Regions from separate parts of the Sus scrofa genome. Here region 1 is linked to region 2. Evidence: chromatin contacts called from public HiChIP or PLAC-seq data. All regions are on one chromosome and are shown on one strand. The core of a region is the stretch at or near the end of the contact, and the rest is flanking DNA. Distances in the headings are between cores, read along the strand shown. Region 1 overlaps SUSD6 (sushi domain-containing protein 6). Region 2 holds the start of SUSD6 (sushi domain-containing protein 6).

Evidence for each region. HiChIP or PLAC-seq counts read pairs in DNA pulled down with a chosen protein or histone mark.
Region 1: an H3K27ac HiChIP or PLAC-seq map of skeletal muscle shows a contact between it and region 2. The contact joins the enhancer-like site here to the promoter of SUSD6 in region 2. A contact is called at or near these places in 28 of 47 Hi-C or Micro-C datasets (adipocytes, adipose tissue, alveolar macrophages and 14 more) and 2 of 2 datasets of contacts at active chromatin or transcription factors (alveolar macrophages and skeletal muscle).

Annotation. Positions count from the first base shown.
Region 1 is chr7:93,329,368-93,334,623 of Sscrofa11.1, reverse strand. SUSD6 (sushi domain-containing protein 6) reads right to left here. Exons shown (of 6, transcript XM_001926947.5): 3 at 754-951. Among named protein-coding and RNA genes, the nearest start is that of SRSF5, 61 kb to the left of the region's middle. Within about 2 kb of position 1,498, at least 31 of the 83 cell types and tissues checked have an H3K27ac peak or open chromatin away from gene starts, as enhancers often do. A contact at or near this core is called in adipose tissue, alveolar macrophages, fetal liver and 7 more, where this site is marked.
Region 2 is chr7:93,251,713-93,256,979 of Sscrofa11.1, reverse strand. It overlaps SUSD6 (sushi domain-containing protein 6), which reads right to left and starts at 3,268. Exons shown (of 6, transcript XM_001926947.5): 1 at 2,974-3,268.

The sequences.
Region 1 (5,256 bases), core at 249-2,748, 79 kb before region 2:
ACCGACTCTCCCCTTAGAGAGCTCACCTTTACAGACCTTTACTTCTGACCCCATCCTCAACAGCAGGGTGAAGACATCACCCACTGAAATGCACACATCATTTCACCACCTAAAGTTCCGCCCACATCTTTCCCCATGTGGTAGGAAAATTCGTAAGAACTAGGCTGTCATAACCCAGATCCTGCAGCTTTAGTTGTAAATATCAGGCCCATCCCCACCCTTCTCTGGGGTGTCACAGTCTTGAAGCGTGAGTGAAAAGCACAAAGGTGGCTGCCTGACACACGTTCCCACGGGTGGCTGGATTTCCCGTCATGCGTGACAGGAGGAGGTAGAGGGGCAGGTCTTCTGTCCAGTGGGACTGCAGCTCCGGAACAAAACAGTTTGTTTCCATCCAAGGACAAACAACAGAAAAGAGACAGCACAGAAGGTGCTTGCATTGTGCGCATGTGTTCACAGAACACGGTCAAAGGTCACCAGCGCTTGGCTAGACAAACAGGAGATCCGGAGCGTCAAAGGGACCTGACATAGCACAGCAGATGCTTCAGTGGCTCGGCTGAAACGCAGGGGACACGCACCAGCAACCCCAATGTCTTTCACAGAGACGTGAAATCCAAAGGAAGGCAGGCTGCAGGGCATCGGCGGGGCCGCGCTGTCCCAGAGCATGGGGTGCTCCGGAGGGGACGGGCGCCACGTCCCCGGAGTTAAAAGCAAGCAGAACCCCAGCAGCACCCCTCTCCCATCTGCCAAACTGACCCTCGTTGAGCCGGCAGCTGATCTCCATGGCTGGTTTCCACTCGCCATTCTTACACGTCAGGTATTTGTAATCGCCCTTCAACATGTAGCCTTCGGCACACAGGTACTCGATGACGCTGCCCGCGTTCAAGGGGTCTCTGCAGGGACGGGGGTGACAGACGTAGCCACCATTCTCTGGCTCCGGGGGCAGGGAACACACTGTGAAGACAGAGAGGGATGATACGGTGGTGACGTTTTCCAGGAGCCCCGTCAGGGACACAGAGAGGGGCAGTTCTGAAGCTTCAGCAGGAAACACCCCTGGAGCAAAAAGGGCCAGGCCCTTGGAAAGGCTGCTGGCCAAACTCTGGGCATTCAGGTCGTCCGTGATAGAGGCAGGCGCCCTGGCCGCAGAGGAAGCTTGGCCGCCTGCACCACTTCCCTTCTCCTCCCGCTGTGCCCTCAGAGAACCGTATCCATTCCTGAACGGTGGACTCGGGCAAAGCCCAACTTACAGAGACCTAGTGCGTGATATGGTTTCAATAAAACCTAGTGAAATACACAACAGATCAGGGTGACAGGTGGTAAAATACTGATAACCTGCACGGGGGAAATGTTAGCCTTATTACCAACATCGATACCAGAAAGGACTTCCTCGTATAATAAAAATGTGCCTTCTTGGCATCAGAGGGAATTTCTGATGCATTTCCTGGGAGGCTTCCCCAGCTCCGTGCACCACCCATTCCCTGACTAGACCAATCCCTGGCATCACCTGCCTCTATCCCACAGTAAATCCCACATTCTTCACTCAGGTGGGACTGTTCAGTTATAGAAGCACCTTCATTCAGCTGCTCTCTTACTTACTTCTTCTGACAACTCTGAGGTAGTTACCTCTGCTCCCCTTTGAGAATGACGACGTTGCTCCACGCAAGTTAAATGACTTTTAGCCAAGCGTGAGGCAGAGTCAAAGGCAGGCCTGGGAACAGAGCCAGGTCGGATTCTAAAACCTGTAACCTTGCCACCAGCAGCCACTGCTTCCCCCCAGGGGTGAGTGGGCCCTCAGGGAATGCGTATCAAGGTTACCTCCCCTTCACACAGGTCAGTTAGGGAGACAGCAAGCCGGTCCTAAGAGTGGTGGGAACCCTGGTGTAGACACATTGTGGTGATAAATCGGAGGAGCTGGAAGGTCCGAGCAGCCCAGGGAGAAAGGCGGCCTGATTCCAAGGCCTCTCCTTCTGAGCCTGGACAGACACTGTAGAACCGAAGTCCCCAGGCAGTGAATCTCGAGCGAAAACAGGAAGGGACAGGAGAGGCACTAAGGATCACTGTTTGGAAGGCTGGGCTCGGGGCAAGACATGCTGGCAGGTGGCCAGGCACCCACAGACTTCAACTTACCAAAAGCCGTACCAGTGCAAGAAAGATGAGAGTTTCCAAAGGAGATTTGACTTTGCACAAAAACACCCTGTCCCCCGCCAGCCCCCATTACCACAAGGACATCAGTATGCAATAAGACCTGCTGGGCTTTTTTCCACTTCCTCTAACAGACCTGAGTCTCTGACTCTCTGCGATAAGGGGCTCTCCCTTCTCAGGACCGCCCACCCCTCTCTCACCAAATACCACTTCCCTTCAACCTACAAACTACTATTAAGCAGACTGCCTGCCAGCCAGGCTGGAGGGAGACACCAAGTCGAAAAAGAGATGATGGTCCCTGCCTTCAGGCTGCTTATCACTGAGAAGAGACTCCACTTTTAAAGAGCTTTTAGAAGGCGGGGCAGTGTGGGGGGGTCCACAGGGACCAGAGACGTCCAGGCAGCCTCCCTGAAACGAGCAGATGGAGCCCAAAGAAGCCTTAGACGTTCCCTCTGAGGACACACCTTCTCCAGACACTTCCCACGCCATCCGTCTCACCCAAAGCCTTGCCCTGGAGGGAGGAGACCCAGGCATCACAGCCCTCCTGAAGCCTCTCCAAACTCTGGCCAAGTAGTTCAAAGAGCTAACCGGCTGGATTTCCAAAGGAACCTCAGCAAACTGCTTTACTCTTTACACTCTCCCGCTTCTGTTCAGGGCAACAAGCCTGTCACAGATGCCCCCGGCTCTCCTTGGACGGTGTCTAACTGGTGCACTGCCTCGGCATAATTAATGCTGAGCAGCTCCTGAAAGCAGCCAGGACCCACTCAGCCCAGGGTGCTGGGAACGACGGACCCAGGGGGAGGTCCGCTGATCCTAGAGCCATGCCTGCTCTGCTGGGTACTCCCGCCCTTGAAGCCCACGTCTCCACAGAATCTTTGAGCGGGACCTCACAAAGCACCCCTCTTAGAAGGGAAGAACAGCAAGGTCGACAAAGGAGCAACTTGCAACTTGATTTCCTTTCAAGTCAACTAACATTCACTGATGACTGTGTGAGCATCACTGTGAATGCTCTGAGAAAGAATAAAAAGATAAGCATCTCCGGTATTTGTGGCCAAATAGGGATATGACAAACAAGTCCACACATACATTTTAAAAGTTGTTTTCGTCATGGTTTCTGGGTTTTACATCTTGTATAAGGACACTTTCGTAAACATATTCTCCAATATTTTCTTCTAATGCCTTATAGAATGGGTCTTTGTTATATAAATAATACCTTCACAGGAAAAAAAAAATTACAGAAAATATATACTTGGTACAAAATCCAGTAAGTAAGAGGTTGAACATGAAAAGTAAGCACTTCTTCCCTAGTCACTCAGTGCCTCTTTCCAGAGATACTCCGCACAGACTTAACTCCAACACACATCAAGGGATGGGATTAGCGCCACAAGAGAGGGAGCCCAGAGCAGCAGAGATCAGCCTTATGTGGAAGTGGCTAGAAAAGGCTCATGGAGGAAGCGGCATTGCCGGTGGGGCTTGACTTCAGCAGGAAAGGAGGTGGTGGTTTGAAGCTAAGGCACCAAAGTAGGAAAGTATAGGTTAAGCCCAGAGAATCTATGAAGTAGTCCAGGTTAGCTTGGTAGCAAAAGAAAATTCGCCCAAAATTAGTAAATAATTATGATAATGTGATGAAACCATCTCACATAGGGGCCTTGGCTGCAACAGGAGGTGTTGATACTGTATTCAAAGGGCAGAATTACGAGAGGAGCTGAATTTGATATAAGGTGGAGAGAGCCTTTAGGGCAGGTCAACAGCAGAGCAACCCTAATGTGGTGAAATAAACTGGACAGAAGTCCTTTTCTGTTCGTCTGTGAAGATCAATACAAAGGAAATCAAGTACAGCAGGTTTAGCATCATAAAGGGACGGCCTCAGATCCAAGGAAGAAATAAGGAGGCCTTAGAAGGAAAATTAAAAAAACAAAAGATCATTTTCAGAGGCCAAGAATATAAGGAAAAACACGGCCCTCTTGCCCAATCAAAGTGCAGAGCGAGAGAGCCGTGGCGAAGGGCAGGTGTCCGAGCGCATCCTCTCGGGGGCGCCTGGGTTAACAGGAACAGGAAGAACATCAGGAAGAGCAAATAAATCAGCAGTGGCTTCCGGAAGCCACTGTTCTGGGCAAGAGGCTGACTTAATCCGTGCGTCAGGCTCGTGCTCTGACAACTCCAGGGGCCGCAGTGGGAGTTTCAAGCTCTGTTCTTAGCCCTGAAAAGACAATGAACTCATCTGATTTGGCAAAGCTGCACAATTTCAAAAAGAGAGGGAGAAGGCCAGAAGATGGAAATTTTACAGGAAAAAATCAATTAACTCTCCTTAGCTTCCTTCACTGCTTTCTATTATCTTTTGCAGCCACTTAGGCCCCCAGTAAGCACAGGAAGCAGTGAGGTAATTCTGCAGGGGGCCCGGAAGAGCGCCTGGCGCACACAAGTCATCGAGTGAGAGACCATTCGACCAGCTGGTGAGGGTGCGGGCGGAGCAGAAACTAAGTGATCCAGCTGATTTCTACCTCGGGTCCCCACAGCCTAAAACCTTGAGCAGAAACCAACGAGAACCCCCTTCTAAACATCTTCTGCTTTTGTCATTTTGGAGACCATACTTTCAGGAGAAAGAGGCTCATTAAAGGCAAAACAAACTTTTATAAGTACCATAACAAGCAAAGCAAAACAAGCTCCACGAGGGAGTTCCCCTTGTGGCTCAGTGGTTAATGAACCCGACTAGTATCCAAGAGGATGCGGGCTCAATCCCTGGCCTGGCTCAGTGGGTTAAGGATGTGGCACTGCCAGGAGATTGTGGTGTAGGTCCGAGATGCAGTTCAGATCCCTCAGTGCTATGGCTGTGGTGTAGGCCAGCAGCTGCAGCTTGGATTGAATCCCTAGCCTGGGAATGTCCATATGCCACAGGTGCGGCCCTAAAAAGCAAAAAAAAAACCAGAATCCAAAAAATGAAAAACAAGCTCCAGGAAAGACCCTGGGGTCAAAGTATTCAGTTCAACAAACTACAATACCTGAGCCCCTTCAAAACAAGGTGTGGGGAGCAGGGAATGCGCAGATCAGCTGAAGAGGGGAAGCAGACCTGTAAAATACCTGGTGCCATTAAAAAGACTCAAGAGAAGAGGTTTCCAT
Region 2 (5,267 bases), core at 2,019-4,518:
CATAAGAGCACAAGTTCAATCACCACATGATGGAGCCCTGCCAGGAAACAAAAAAGTGCTGAGGTCTCTTCATCTGCCAGCCTGCATCTGTAACACCTCATTCTACCTTTCCTCCTCTTCTTTCTATCCACCCAAATGCTGGGCTTTGAGAAAGCAAGCCTCAGCAAATAAATTTCACAATGGGTTTGCTCTCAGGGTTTAAACACCGAAAGGCAGAGGGGAGGTGGGTCCTACTCTGAGCACCCAGGGACCTGTCTCTGTCTAGCTGTAGGTGAGGTTTTGTTTCATATGCCATGTCTACAATGGTATCAGAAAAGCCACCCTGGAGCCTCCCTATAGACAGGAAGTTCTACTTATCAGGCCTCGTACCAGTATTGTCCTCTCTTTCACACACTGGGCAGAATGTCCTTAAGTAGCAAATGGCCACCAAGGAAAACTAACAACATAAGCCAAAATAAATTGACTTAAAGACTGTGAACGCCATGAGGATATGGCTGGGTTCTGTCTTATTCATCACAGTAACCCCAATACCTAGCCCAGTGCCTGGCACAATTTCTGCATCACATATACTTATAAATACTGAATAAAAGAATGAATGAACATACGAATATTGTGCAAACATATCATAAATGTGTACCTTGGAGAAAGAGATAAGGATACACACGATCCGAGAAATGGCCTGAGGAAGTAGTGCTTTGGAAAGACTTTAGAGACTCCAGTTTCAGAGTTTCCGACATGGCTCAGTGGTTAACAAATCCAACTAGGAACCATGGGGTTGCGGGTTCGGTCCCTGGCTTTGCTTAGTGGGTTAAGGATCTGGCGTTGCCATAAGCTGTGGTGTGGGTCGCAGACGCAGCTCAGATCCGGTGTGGCTGTGGCGTAGGCTCCTATGTAAACCTCCATATGCCGTGGGAGTGGCCCAAGAAATGGCAAAAAGACATTTAAAAAAAAAAAAAAAGACTCCAGTTTCAATTTGACCAAATGGTAAGCAAACTAGAAATTAAGAGTATAATCTAGTAGTTGAGAGTGTGCGCTCTACCAGGAGCTACATTTGTGACCTTGGGTGAGTTATTCGCTTCGGCTTTGGGAATAAAGACAAAATCTACCAAAAAAGCTTGTTGTTTATTAAATAAAATCAAGAAAATTCTTGGCTCAAAGCTCAGTTCACAGTAAGTCCTCAAGAGCTTTTCCTTGTTATTGCTAATATTTTTATCTTGTTAAATAACCTCCTTACTGAGGAGCAGGCAGACAACCCTCCCCTCCAACTCTGTGAAAATTTTCATTTCTGGTTGAATATGCATCTGGCTAAAAATGAACAGCCCAGAAAACTCAAAACTCAATGCCAAGCACATGTCTCTACTAGCCTCCACTAGATATGACAACTTGGGTGTAGAATTCCCAAAACAAAAAAGGTGTATGCATTCACATCATTTACACATATATTTTAAATGACAGCGATGAAAAGAACAAGAAGTGCATTAACCAGTGTAAAGGATGGAAAGCAGAAACTGGCACAACACTGTAAGTCAACTATAATTTAAAAAATTTTTTAAATTAAAAAAGAACTTATTCATAAAACAGAAACCAACTCTTAGATTTCAAAAGAACCGATGAGCTAGGACCAGCCTCCCCTCCAACTCACAGATTTCAAAATCAAACTTACGGTCACAAAGGGGAAACCATGGCGGGGGAGGATAAATTAGGAGGATGGGGTTAACACATACACACTACTGTATATAAAATAGATAACCAAGGACCTACTGTATAGTGCAGGGAAATCTACTCAACATTCTGTAATAACCTATACGGAAAAAAAAATGGATACACATTTATGTATAAGTGATTCACTTTGCTGTACACCTGAAACTAATACAAATTTTAAGTCAACTATATTACAATAAAATTTGAGGAAAACAAGAGAAATGAAAAGGGACAAAAGGCACACTCACCACCTCAGCAGACCTAGAAAGGCAGTGAAGACCTACAGTTTAATTGAACTGGGTAGTTTTACTGGACCTCTCTACAGAGCACACACAAGCACAGTTAGCAGGAGCAAAAGAACCCAGGAAGCTGTCTGCCACCGAGGGGGCATTCTATGGGAACAGCAGCATCAGGCCTCTTTGCCAAGCTGTGAACTTCCCTGGAACCAGCCAAAGAGTTGTTTCTGATGCCTCTATTCTCCCAGGTCTTAGAGTCCCCAAAACCACTTCCCCTTCCTGATCTCCTTACAGATAATTGTTCCCAATTCTGCAGCCCCACAGTCACAACCCCGTGGGAAGGTCAGACCTAAACCAGTATTTGGAGTCCCTAAAAGCCAGAAGTAAAATAGAAAGTCTACATACACAAACAGGAAGTGGTTTCGGTGTCTGTCAGCCCGGATAATAAGAAAAGTTTTTGAGATTAAAGACCAGAACAGGCACAGGGGCTCCAAAAAGCTCCGGGGCTTCCATACCCGGGCTCCAAGGTATCCTCGGTCCACCGTCGCTAAGCCGACCCTACCCGGAGCAGGACCCAAAGCTTTAGTTGGTCTGAGTGCAAAACAGTAACACTAATAGTAACAGCAAGACAGCCTCTGCCTATTTATCTACACTCCAGCGATCTGCAAAGCGTAGTCTCCGTCCTGAACTACCGACCATAGCAGGACCCCAGGAGCCGAGACCCCCGCCACCAAGTTCCCGGCCGCAAACCGGCCGCCCAGTCCTTCTCCAAGCCCGGCACAGCTCACCCCGCTGCCCTCTCAGTCCCGCGCCAGGCCGGCCCACGCCGGCACAGGCAGGGCTCGCCGCCGGGCGTCGAGGTGACAGCGAGGCCGGCGCGGGGAGTGCGGAGAGCAGCGGACGTTGGGTGGCCGGCCCCAGCTCCCCAGCATCCCTCCCGGGCGGTGCGCGCTGGCCCTGCGCCCCTGACAGCCAGCCAGCGGTCCAGTGACACAATGCCGGCCCCCGCCGCCCCTCGGCCGCGGTGACAACTCACCCGGGGAACGGCGTGGCGACCTCCGGGATGGGGGCGCTCGCACCTTCCACCGCGCAAGGATCAGCTCCGCTGCCTGCGCGCACCCGCAGCCCTCTAGGGTCTGGGCGAGACCCCGCGTACCCTGGTCTGGCTGGCGCCGGGCGGCGCTGCAAAACGAGGAAGCGGGAGTCGGGAAACAGGCTGTCGCCGGCTTAGGAGAATGGAACGCGGCGGCGGCAGCGGCGGCGGCGGCAGCAGTTTCCGCGTCACTGGCCCAGCTGTACCGCGCGGGCGGGGGAGGCCCGTGGAGGGGGAGGGGAAGGGGCGGGCAATGGGCGGGGCCAGGCGCGCACGCAACAAGCGCCGGCGTCGCGCCGCCGCGACCGCCCGGCTGGGAGGATCGGCCGGTCGATGGCTGCCAGCACGCACGCGCCGCCCGCCGGCCCGCACGCCCCGAGGCGGGTGAGACGGGGAGTGGGGCGGGCTCGTCTTAAAGGGACAGTGTCGCGCCGACTTCGCTCTTGTGGACCAGTTGATGGTACAGACTCAGACTGCGGTGCCTTTGCGGTGCGCTCTCCATCTCTTTTACAATTAGTAGTAGTATCGTTATTTGGATTTTTAGGATATTATTTGTATTATTGGATTACTATTATTTGCAAAAATTGGTTTGCTTTCCCTTTGACAAGGCTTTCATTCATGCTGCCTTCTTAGCTCCTGAATCGCTCTCCAGGCCTGTCGCTAGGGCAGGTCGTTATCTTCCTATTAAGCAGTACTTCTCAAACTGTGGTGCAACTGCCTACCTCAAACTGCCCCTAAGTTGGGGGTGTAAAAATGCAGATTCGCGGTCCCACATCCAGCCATTCTGATTCAAAAAACTACGATTGGACTCTGGAATCTTTATTTTAACAAGCATTCCTAAGTGATTCCTCAGCGTACTAAAAAGCACGCAACAGATCTCAAGGTTCAGAAAACCGAAGTTCAGAGTGAAGACTGGCAGAGTTGGAGCTAGAACCCGCCACATTCCTAATTTTATTTCCCATTCTGAGCCTTGTCTCCTGGGGCAATTTTCCAACATTATACTATGCCAACCGTTGTGTACTTTATAGAAACAGCATCTATTGGTGATCCCACTGGGGGCCTAGGAGATAAATCCTCTGGAAGTATTTACAGGACTTGTGACCCCTTGATGACAATGGTTATGACTTTTTATTTTTTGCTCCAGGCCCTTGAACAGTGCCTGGTCTCGGAGGTGCTCAATGAATGTGGAAACTTTCCTACTTGAGAATCAGTACCAGAGACTTCAGCCTATGCTGCAGCTTGGGTCTCAGATGCCCATTGGAGGAGGACACACCCTCTCTGGGCCTCTCACCTAGCCTAGTTCTAGTAGGTTCTCTAGAAAAGTGCTGTGAATGATCAGGTCTCATTTTCAAAAAAGTGCAAAAACAAAGCAAGCAGAGTGCAGCCCCCACCCCATCATGCCCACATACGCATCCTCCAGAGAACACTTCCAACCTGGGCCCCACAAACCTACGGCTGTTGCTTCCTTTTCTATAAGCCTGTCCTTGCTCTGCCTCCTTTCCTCCTTGAGTTCTGTTAAGAAGAAAACCCACAGGCCCAAAATGGTGTCACTTGTGCTAAAGCCCATGATACCAAACCTAGATTTAATACCTAACCTAATTGCAGTTTCAGCCTTCACCATAAATGTAATCTTAACCAGTTTCGAATTCTCTGGCCAGCACCAATGAGATGCTGTCACATAGTAATCTGTCACATGGACCCTCACCATTCCCCAGAGGAAGAAGAGGCAATCTGCATGATAAAACCCTTGCCAGTTTTCTCCCTCCAAAAAAGATGTTAGGGCATAAAAAAATAATTTTTATTTTCTTTTACTAATAGCTCCCTTGCCCTATTCTTCCTATAAAACCCTTCCATTTTGTACAACCCCTCTGAGTGCCCTTCTAGTTGCTAGACAGAAGGTCTCTGATTTCTGAATCATTGAATAAAACCAATTAGATCTTCAGATTTACTTGGTTGAATTTTGGAGGGTCTTCTTTCATCTTTTTTTAATTACTTTTTTTTTAAATTGAAGAATAGTTGATTAACAATGTTGTGCCAAATTTTAATATTTCCTAGGTCCAGACTCACTGGAGAAGATGGACACGCTCCCTTCCTACTCATCTCTCCCACTACGGGGGCCATAGCACGCAGATCACCAAGAAGGTTAAAAGCAAATAATAGATCTTCTGGGATCTGCAACAGAGTTCAGCCACAGGCAGACCCCAGGCCTCTGAAAGCAGCAAGGTGGAGAGGAAGCA